Regions from separate parts of the Sus scrofa genome. Here regions 1 and 2 are each linked to region 3. Evidence: chromatin contacts called from public Hi-C data. All regions are on one chromosome and are shown on one strand. The core of a region is the stretch at or near the end of the contact, and the rest is flanking DNA. Distances in the headings are between cores, read along the strand shown. Region 1 holds the start of CFAP100 (cilia- and flagella-associated protein 100). Region 2 holds the start of KLF15 (Kruppel like factor 15). Region 3 has its middle 36 kb from the start of KLF15.

What was found. A called contact is a pair of places that touch in the nucleus more often than the background predicts.
Region 1: a Hi-C map of skeletal muscle shows a contact between it and region 3, with 5 times the contacts expected there. The contact joins the promoter of CFAP100 here to the enhancer-like site in region 3. A contact is called at or near these places in 3 of 5 promoter capture datasets (fetal liver and liver), 24 of 47 Hi-C or Micro-C datasets (adipose tissue, alveolar macrophages, brain and 10 more) and 1 of 2 datasets of contacts at active chromatin or transcription factors (skeletal muscle).
Region 2: a contact with region 3 is called in a Hi-C map of liver, with 6 times the contacts expected there. The contact joins the promoter of KLF15 here to the enhancer-like site in region 3. A contact is called at or near these places in 2 of 5 promoter capture datasets (both in liver), 16 of 47 Hi-C or Micro-C datasets (brain, embryonic fibroblasts, fetal liver and 7 more) and 1 of 2 datasets of contacts at active chromatin or transcription factors (skeletal muscle).

What each region holds. Positions count from the first base shown.
Region 1 is chr7:53,908,087-53,911,103 of Sscrofa11.1, forward strand. CFAP100 (cilia- and flagella-associated protein 100) reads left to right here and starts at 1,267. Exons shown (of 15, transcript XM_021098950.1): 1 at 1,267-1,393; 2 at 2,505-2,615. The coding sequence starts at 2,525.
Region 2 is chr7:53,888,824-53,891,982 of Sscrofa11.1, forward strand. It overlaps KLF15 (Kruppel like factor 15), which reads right to left and starts at 1,735. Exons shown (of 3, transcript NM_001134349.2): 1 at 1,573-1,735. It overlaps LOC102164647 (a long non-coding RNA gene), which reads left to right and starts at 1,826. Exons shown (of 3, transcript XR_002345796.1): 1 at 1,826-2,350.
Region 3 is chr7:53,853,181-53,856,135 of Sscrofa11.1, forward strand. No RefSeq gene overlaps it. Among named protein-coding and RNA genes, the nearest start is that of KLF15, 36 kb to the right of the region's middle. Within about 2 kb of position 1,696, at least 57 of the 83 cell types and tissues checked have an H3K27ac peak or open chromatin away from gene starts, as enhancers often do. A contact at or near this core is called in adipose tissue, brain, embryonic fibroblasts and 7 more, where this site is marked.

The DNA of each region.
Region 1 (3,017 bases), core at 17-2,516, 54 kb after region 3:
CTTTGGGCTTGCTGGCCACACCATCTCCCAGCCTGGCTCCCACCCTGTGCAGCAGGGGTAAGTGCCCTGGCCTTTTTCCCTAATTGGCTATTGTTGATTTCTGTTTCTGATCCCAGTAACTCTGGCTGCTACCCCGTCTTCTCCTTTTTGGTTTGTCTCTTTTCCAGATTTCTGAAGTCCCATTAAGAACTCGTGTGGTGTTTGAGAGAAATCCTCTCAGAACTGTGCTCTCCCTCCTCAGTCACCCTCATCAAAGCCTGTTGTGGCTGCTGGCCCCTAACCCTATGCCCAGCAACGTGCTCTGATAGCTCGGAAGGACGCCAGGCTGCCAAGATAGGTGGTGGCTGGGTCATTAGAATGGCAAGCTGCCTGAGTGGGGGGACCGTCTGTCCAGGGTATCTGATTCCAGCTGCTGATACCCTCCACGTGTATACACATACACACACACACACACACACACACACACACACACACCACATGTGTGGCTTAACAGATTGGAAGCCCCCACACTGTAGTTACTGCCCGTGAGGTCCTGGCACTCCGAGGGTGATTCAGGGAGGGTGATTCCGCTCCCCTGGCAGAACTGGGCTCCCTGCCCTGATTTTGCCCCCAGCTCAATCTATAAATTTCCCAGATATGTGAGCAGGGCTGGGTGACTATGGTCAAATTCAAGGACGGGCCTCCTGCTGTGTGGTGTGAAACAGGGCCCTGAGCCAGAGAGGCGAGGAAGGCAGCCCCTGGTGCCCATGGCCACAACAGCTGGTGAACCTGGGCAATCAAACGGGGGTCCCGCCCTCTGTTTATAAACTTAGACAAAAACTCTGCCTTTATTATATGTCTCTGGCACCCTAAGGGGCAGTGGTTCTTCAACCTGAGCTAGCATAGCAATCACCAGGCGATCTCGTCACAGCCCAGATCCCCGGATCTGCCTGCCCCCAGAGTTTCTGCTTCGGGGTCCAGCAGAGCATTGTTTTTTCTAACGAGTTCCCAGCATTTGAGATGCTGTGGCCCGATACCACACTTTAAGAGGCACACTTTAAGAAAGTGAGGTCCACTCCACGGGAATGATCAGGTCTGTCTCTGTACTACGTGCATCCTGGTGCACAGTGAAAGAATCAGCCAGAAAATGAAGGAAAAAGAGCCGGAGGGGCGTAAAATGATGACAGAGTAAGGAAACCCAGGAACCGGGGAGCCGGCTGCTTCCAAGCGGTCACGCGCTGCCCTCCTGCGGCCAGGGAGCTGCCGGCCCTCCGCGACTTTTGTGATGTCACAACCCCGCCCGCCAGGAGAACGGTTGCCTTGACGACGTAAACTGACCGCCTGGGCGCGCGCGTGCGCAGAGTCGGGTTCAGCGGCTCTGAGACTTCTGAGCGAGCGCAGGCGTGCGGGGCCGGTGAGGGCGCGCCAGACCTGGATGCGGGGGCGCGCAGGGTCGGGGCGGGGTGTGTGCAGGGGTGGGCAGGCTAGGCGGCGGGCGCGCGGAGTCGGGATGGGGTGTGTGCGGGGTAGTGGGGGCTGCAAGTGAGACGGGGGTATGCTTGGTCGGGGTCCGTTGTGTGCTGGCGGGGCGGGGCGGGCAGTCGTGCGGGGTAGGGGCGGGGTTTGTGCGGTGGGGCGGCAGTCGGGGCGAGGTGGGGGAGGCGGGCAGGAGAGGTAGGGGGAGGTGGGGGGGAGGCGGGGCGGGGGGGAGGCTGTAGGGGTAGGGGCAGACACCTAGAGCGCCCCTCCAAGCCTTGGTTGCAGGGGCCCTCCTTACTCGCAGTGTACCAGCTGTATCACATACTCAGCCAGCTAGCCATCCCTCCCTAGCTCCAGGCCCGTGCACCCTTGCCATACAGCAGATGGCCAAGGTGGGGTTGTTGGGAGGCCTGGTAGTGCTAGCCCGCGCCAACGGGTGTAAGTAGGCTTTGGAGTCGAGGAATCTTGGGGTGGAGTCCAGCCTTGGCCCTTTCCGGGTGTGTGACTTTGAACAGCCTGCTGAATCTCTGCTTAGGTTTCTCTTCTGCAAAAAGAAAACTCACTTGTTCAGTAAACAGTTAAGAAGCTCCAAGCTCTTACCGGAGGCTTGATGAGCACTGGGCTGCAAATCAATGGGTAGCTGCCTGTTTTCATGGAGTTTACATTCTAGGGGGAAGATAGGCAAGAAATTGCTTTTTTAAGTGATAAATCAAACATTGGTAATTGCAGAGAAGAAAAGAAAATGAGGTCACATGGGAGTGGATGGAGTGTTGAGAGGATACTTCCTGGAAGGAGTGAGGCTTGAGTTCAGATCTGGGTGCGGGAGAGGACAGAGCTGGGGCAGACCAGGGCTGGCAGGCCCTGGGAACAGAGATGAGGCACAGCTGCTGGAATGGGGCCCAGGAGGGGAGAGAGGATGGGGGGTGGGAGCAAGGAGCTGCAGGTGCTGGGCACCTGGTGAGCCCTCAGTAAATGCTAGCTGTTCTCAGTCACTGCCGGGCAGGGGACTGGGGACTGCTTGGCTCAAGCAGTGTGTTTCTCCCCAGGTTGGAATCTCCTTTAGCCAATGTCAAGTTTCTCAGTGAGAGCTTCCTCCTTTGCCCGGATGTCCAAGATCCTGCTTCCTACCCTGTCCAAGGACCTGTCTTTGCATAACAGTAAGTGCTGGGCTGGGGTCTCTCAGCGTCACAGGCAGCCTTGGGCACCTGTGGCAGTGAGGTCTAGATGTTATCAAGGCGCACAGTGATTCTAAATCAGCCATGAAGCAGGAATCTCAGACTTCCCTGGTTCTGCAGAAACTCCTTGTTTTATTTCCTAGAGCTGCTGTAACGAAGTTCCGCCCCAGGCTGGGGCCTTAAACAACAGGTTTATTGTTTCATAGTTCTGGGGGCTGGAAGTCCACAATCAAGGTGCCAGGGGCAGGGCTGGATCCTTTGGGAGGCCACGAGGGGGACTCTGTTCCATGCTTTCCCCCAGTGTCTGGGGGTTTGTGGGTGATTTTTGTTGTCTGGCTTGCAGAAGCATTAGCTTCGTCTCTGCCTTCACCTTCACTTGGTGTT
Region 2 (3,159 bases), core at 485-2,984, 36 kb after region 3:
CTGCCCCACTGGCACTTGCTGTGCACCAAGCTCACCAGCCTCAGGCCACCATCCTGGCTGTTCCTGCTCCATAGGCTCCTCTTCCCGAGCACTGCAGGGGTGCCTTACTTAGATCTCAGCTCAGCTCAGGAGTCACTCCCTGCGGGGCCTGACCACCCAGTTAAAACGCCTCACATCAGAGTCTTCCTAACAGCTGCCACTGCGGGAAACTATCTTATGTATTTGTGTGCTTCATTTTCTGTCTACCTCCCCTCCAGAATAGAAGCCATTTCGACACTTATCCCAGAGTCCGAATCAGGACCCGGCACAACTTGCTGACTGAGCGAAAGGGAAGGGAGCAGGGGTGGGACCAGGAACAGAGGGCCAGGATCAGGCGGGCAGGGTCCTAATGCAGAGCTCAGCAGCCTGGGTGGACCCAGAGCACTGAGAGGCAGCGGGGGCTGTAGGGCGCCCGGCATAGCAGCACGTGGCACAGCAGGCTGCGTGCAGGGGGAGGGACGCCCTGTTCCGGGCACCGGTCCCCGGCCACGGCTGGACTCCGCCCCTACCCGGCCCGGCCAGGCCTGCTGTTTATCCTCCCGGGGACACAGCGGCTGCAGGAACAACATGTAATTGATAACAAGCCGAGCGCCGGCCAAGGGCCTTCCATTGGGTCAGCGTGCAAATCACGGGGGCAGCCGGCCGGGGCCGCTCTTCAAAATAAGAGTCTTTGCTCCCCCGCCGCCCCGCCGGTCCTAAAGTCATGAGCCTAGCGTCCTCGCACCTGTGGGGCGGCCGGTCTCCCCACGAGCCACCTGGCCCTTAGGGAGAAAGTGATCCGAGGGGCCCAGGCACTTGGGGATTTTGTCACGCCCGCGGACTGGGGGAGAAAACAACCTCTCCTTGGGGGGGAGGGGGGAGGGTCCACAGGGAACGGATCTTCTCCGCGGGCGGGGTGGACTCCCTGCTTTGCTAACGACGCAGGGGGTGCTACTTCGTGCCGTGTGACTGCGTGTGCGGGGCGTGGTGAGAGTCGGAGGAGGCGTCCGAGACACACTCGCGCGTGGGGCCGCGTGGTGCCCCCGCATGTGTGGGAACGTGCGCGAGAAGGGGAGGCGCGGGGAGCCTGGAGCGCCGCCCCGGGAGCACCGAGCCCTCGGCCCGCGCCCCCTCCCCCGGGCCGGCTGAGGTGACCGACAGTAACCCCTCCACCCCTCCCCGCCGCGCACCCGCCCGCCCGCAGGCCCCGCCGCGCCTGCCATATGGGAGGCCCGCTCTCGTCGCGCATACGGACACGCGCGGCAGGCGCCGAGGCAGCGGACTGACCCGTGCAGGGAAAGTGCGGCTGGGCACGTGGGGTCGCTCTGCCACCAGCTGTCCGCTCCTGGCCCAGCGCGGCGCTACCTTGCTCCTCCGACATTTCCTGGGACGCTCACGCGGATCCCAGGACAGCTGTGCGGGCGCCAGGCCTCGCGCCTAGAGGTTCGCCCGCGCCCCTCGCCCCCCCCGCGCCCCCCCACCCCCCGCCCCCCGGCAGCTCCCTGCGCGCCAGGCCGGCTCTCGGCGTATCCGGCCGCACCGTGCCGCTCCCACCTGAACTCGGCGCACGGCCGGCCGGCGGCCAGGCCCGGCGGTCCTGGGCCCCGCGGGCTGCTTTGGGGGCGGCGGCAGCGCGTCCTGCACCCGCTCGAGCTCGCCCGGGCCCGCGTTGCTGCGGCGGAGCCCCGCCGCCGCCGCTTGCTCCGCGCTCACTCTCCGGGCTCACGTGACGCGGCGGGCGCCGCGAAGGCTCGCAGGAGGCTCGGCCGTGGGCGCGCGCCCCATTGGTCCGAGACACGCGTCACGCGCCGCGCTCCGCCCATGGCCCCGCCCACGGCCCGCGGCCACCGGGACTCAGAGCCGCGCCCCCGGCCCCGCCCCCTCCTGGCTCACACCCTTTGCAGTGAACTCGCAGCGGTTGAGGTGTCTACTCCTTAAGTTCTAACCCAGGTGAGAACGTGGCACTGGCCTGGGCCTCGGAGAAGGGCCCACGAGGGGTTGGAGCGGCGGGGCAACCGCGGCCTCCCCAGCTCCCACCTACATCCCGCAGCGGGCCAACGGGTAAAGCGAGGATTTATCAGGGACGCTGCTGGAGAAACGAGGGCGCGCATTAGGTGAGCAGCCAGTCCCCTTGCCGGGCGTTCGCTGGGGTTGGCAGCAGTCTCCCCGGGAGACAGGAAGCGCAAGGCGCAGAGTGACCTGTCCAGGAGACAAGTGAACTGAGGGTGCCGCGCGCGCTGCGCGTCCTTTACCCACACCTATGGATTCTTGGCCAACAGTTTACAGATGAAGAGACAGACTCTTGAGGCTGCGGTGCTCCCAGATACAGCTGGTAAGGAGAGAGGGTGAGCAGGCATCTTCCAGACAACCAGAATGGTGGGCCGAGAGCTCATTCTATGGAGCTCACATCCTTTCCCTTCCTGGACGGGGAGGTGGAGAGCGTTTCTGTTCCTCCCCAGGACATTGCTAGGGAAGGGATTCATGGTCAGGACCTGTCCAGGCTCTCTGGAATGCCATGGGTCTGGGCCCTTAAGTCGGTGCCCGCGCTGGGCTCTGCCTCCGGCAGCCCCTCCCTGTACAGCCAGCAGTGCCAGGGAGGCAGCTCCTGCTGCCACCAGGAGCCTGAGGGGAGGAGACTGGTGATGAGGATGGTGATGACCCTGTCGGAAGCTTTCTTGTAATTCTCCTAAAAGTACACCCCCCAGGAGTTCCCGTTGTGGCTCAGTGGTTAACGAACCCGACTAGGAACCATGAGGTTGCGGGTTCGATCCCTGGCCTTGCTCAGTGGGTTAAGGATCCAGCGTTGCCGTGAGCTGTGGTGTAGGCTGAAGACACGGCTCGGATCTGGCATTGCTGTGGCTGTGGTGTAGGCCTGCAGCTATAGCTCTGATTCAACCCCTCGCCTGGGAACCTCCATATGCCACAGGTACAGTCCCCACCCCCCGAAAAAAACCAAAAATTCTGCCCAGCCTAATTCTGCTCAGCATTTCTGTTTCATTTTTCATTTTAATGAATCCTAGGAAATATGCCTCTTTTTCCTGTCTCTTCCCATCCTGTCCCTCCAGGTCTCTGTGCCCTTTCTCGCCTTCTCTGTGCCCCACAGACTCCTCTACACAGAGCGTGACAGCTTTTTCATCCTGG
Region 3 (2,955 bases), core at 446-2,945:
TGGCTGCCCTGAGGATCGAGCTTTGGGGCTGGACTGAGGGCCCCTATAGGCCCGCCCTTGCTCCAGGCCATATTCCTTAGGCCCTCACATTCTGATTCGACACAAACACACAAAGGCACAAACAAAACTTGAGTTAGCCGGAGCCCTGGAGGAAGGATCCCAGCCCCCAGCCTCCTCCAGGTACAGCACTTCCCAGGAGGCCTCAGGCCCTAAGGCCAGGCCAGCCAGGCTGGCACTGGCTGTCCGGGGAGGGAGATATAGTTGCTGCTCTGCTTGGGGAGCTGGGCATGGTGATCTCTGCCTGGGACTTCAGGGCCCTCTGCCTTTGGCCAGTCCACAAAGGAGACTGAAGCTGGTCCTGCTTGGGGCAGCGGAGGGGCGGGGGGGGTGGGGGTGGTCTCTGTGTGGGCACATGACACCACTCACATCTGTGTACCTTTGATGTGCTGTATTTTGTGTGCTCTCCACTGCAATGTGTGTGAGTCGTGGGCGTGCACATCTCTGTGAGTGCAAACACCCTGCTATGTGTATTTGTTTGTGGAGAGCCTGGTGTGTCTGGCATATATACCTTGTGTGCATCCCACCTGCAGTGCTGTAACTGAACAGGACCCTATGGGGCCTTCTCGCACATCCTTTGCTTTAACTCCCACAGAGTTACCTAGAAAAGAGTATCTTTTCCTGAGATGTTTTACAGATGTGAAACACTCCCCTCCCTCCACCAAATAGATGATGTTAACTAGCTGATGACCTTGAGCAGGTAGCCCCAGACCTCCAGAAGCCTAAGAACTGATTCTGTTAACCTGTGTGACACCCTGCTGTGACCCCACCCATCAACCAGTCTGTGCAGGAGCTGATCGCGAACCCGAAACTCTCTTCCCTCCCCGGGTTTTTCAAAATGCTTCGGGGAAATCCTGTGGGGAGTTCGGGGGCTTTTTAGGGTATGAGTCACCCCTATCCTCGCTTGGCCCTGCAGTAAACCCTTCTGTACTCCAAACCCTGGTTTGTTTGGCCTCACTGTGTGAGGAGACCACGAGCCTGCGGCGGTTAAGAGTGCTGCATGTGCATAAAGCCCGCGTGTCCCCCCTCCGCGTGCACAGGCACATTTCAGGTGTGCGCACCATGCCAGCGCGCCCCTGGAGCACCCCCCACCACCACCTGCAAGCTTCCCGCGCCCGCGCTCTCCCACTGCTGAGGCGGAGCCTGGGCGGGTTCTGGGCGGAGCTCCGCCGGGAGGGCGGCCGCATTCCTGGGCGCGCTGGGGCTGGAATTGGTACATTCCTTTCATAACTCCCGCGTGGGGGCGGGGGCCTGAGCGGAGAGTTGGTGATTAAAGGGAGGAAGAATGAAGCTCTGCGGGGCTGGGTGCAGGCCCAGAGCTGGAGGCCAGGAACATGTGAGCGGCGTCCCAGGAGCCCAGGGATGCAGGCGGAAGCCATCCCGCCCACGGGTGGTCTGAGCTCAGAAATGGTGCGCTGGGCCCAGGGGGCAGCCAGGGCCAGAGGCGGCCTAGGGGCCTTTAGGCAGCCTAAGTGCATAGAGTCTTGCGCCCGCAGGTGTTCCAAGAGCTAGGTTTTGCTGTCACCCTGAGAAAGAAAATATCGCCTGCCGTGTCAATAAGCAAAGGAGGTTACAGCGATCAGTGGTTCCAGCTGCGAGAGCCGGTGAGCCCCAAGGGAACCCAGGGAGGAAACAAAGAACACCTGCCATCTAGCGGCCGTCGGACTGCAGCTGTTCTGGACGGTGAGCCCTGAGGTTGGGAAGCACAGGATGCAGGTCCCAGAGAGCTGAACTGCAAATCACAGGAATGATTTCAGTGAGCCCTGACATGTGTTTTCCCATATACAGAAAAGCGCTGCATTCCTTAACTCGAGATACCTATTTTTTTTTTTTTTTTTGTCTTTTTAGCTATTTCTTGGGCCGCTCCCGCGGCATATGGAGGTTCCCAGGCTAGGGGTCGAATTGGAGCTGCAGCCACCGGCCTACGCCAGAGCCACAGCAACGCGGGATCCGAGCCGCGTCTGCGACCTACACCACAGCTCACAGCAACGCCGGATCGTTAACCCACTGAGCAAGGGCAGGGATCGAACCCTCAACCTCATGGTTCCTAGTCGGATTTGTTAACCACTGCGCCACGACGGGAACTCCCGAGATACCTAATTTTCTTTTATCGACAGTAATCTTTTGTTCCGATGCCCTGCCCTTTGTTGCAAAACTCCTGTATCTCCTGGCACCCCCCCTGCCTCCTCTGAGCTGTCTCAGAGCTATCTGAGATGCTGTGTCCTGGACGTAAGTCCTCAATTTTGTTCCCCGAGGAAAACATAGCTCTCAGCCTTTTGGTTGTGCTTATTTTTTAGTTGACAACCCCATTCTGCAGAGATGAAGGCGGTTGAGCAGTTTGCTCTCTGTGCCTGGTACCATTATTGTAGCAGCAACAGCCTTTGCAAAGCGCTGGCCCTTCCCAGGTGCTTCTGCTTGCCTGATGCCCCCGTCTCCCATAGCTGAGTCCCAGCCTCCTGAGGCCCCTAGGACTCTGCCCCTTCTCTGGGCCTTGTGTGTGCAGGCCCACTTGCTTATGGTGGGGCTCCCTTCCCTAGCTGAGCCACACTTTCCCCTGAGTGTGGGCCTGAGTCCCACCTGTGTTAGGCCAATGGGCAGGGGGTCCAGTTCCTGGGACGCTCTGACCCATAGGTTAAGTCATGGCCCCACTTGAGTGAGAACAGGGCAGAAGCCACTGAATCTGATCTGGCTCCAGGTGGATACTGAGGCAGGGGGTGAGGGGGTTGCCTCTGGTGAGGGGACGTCCAGCATGGCTGGGACACCTGTGGCCGTGCTGAAGAAGACAACTAGTTCAGGCTCTGGTGGCCCTGGCTGGGCTGGCCGCGAGGATGCAGGCTCTGCTGTGTGTCTGAAGACAGCCCTGGGTGGGGGATGGGGGTGCTGGCAGAGCAGTGATGC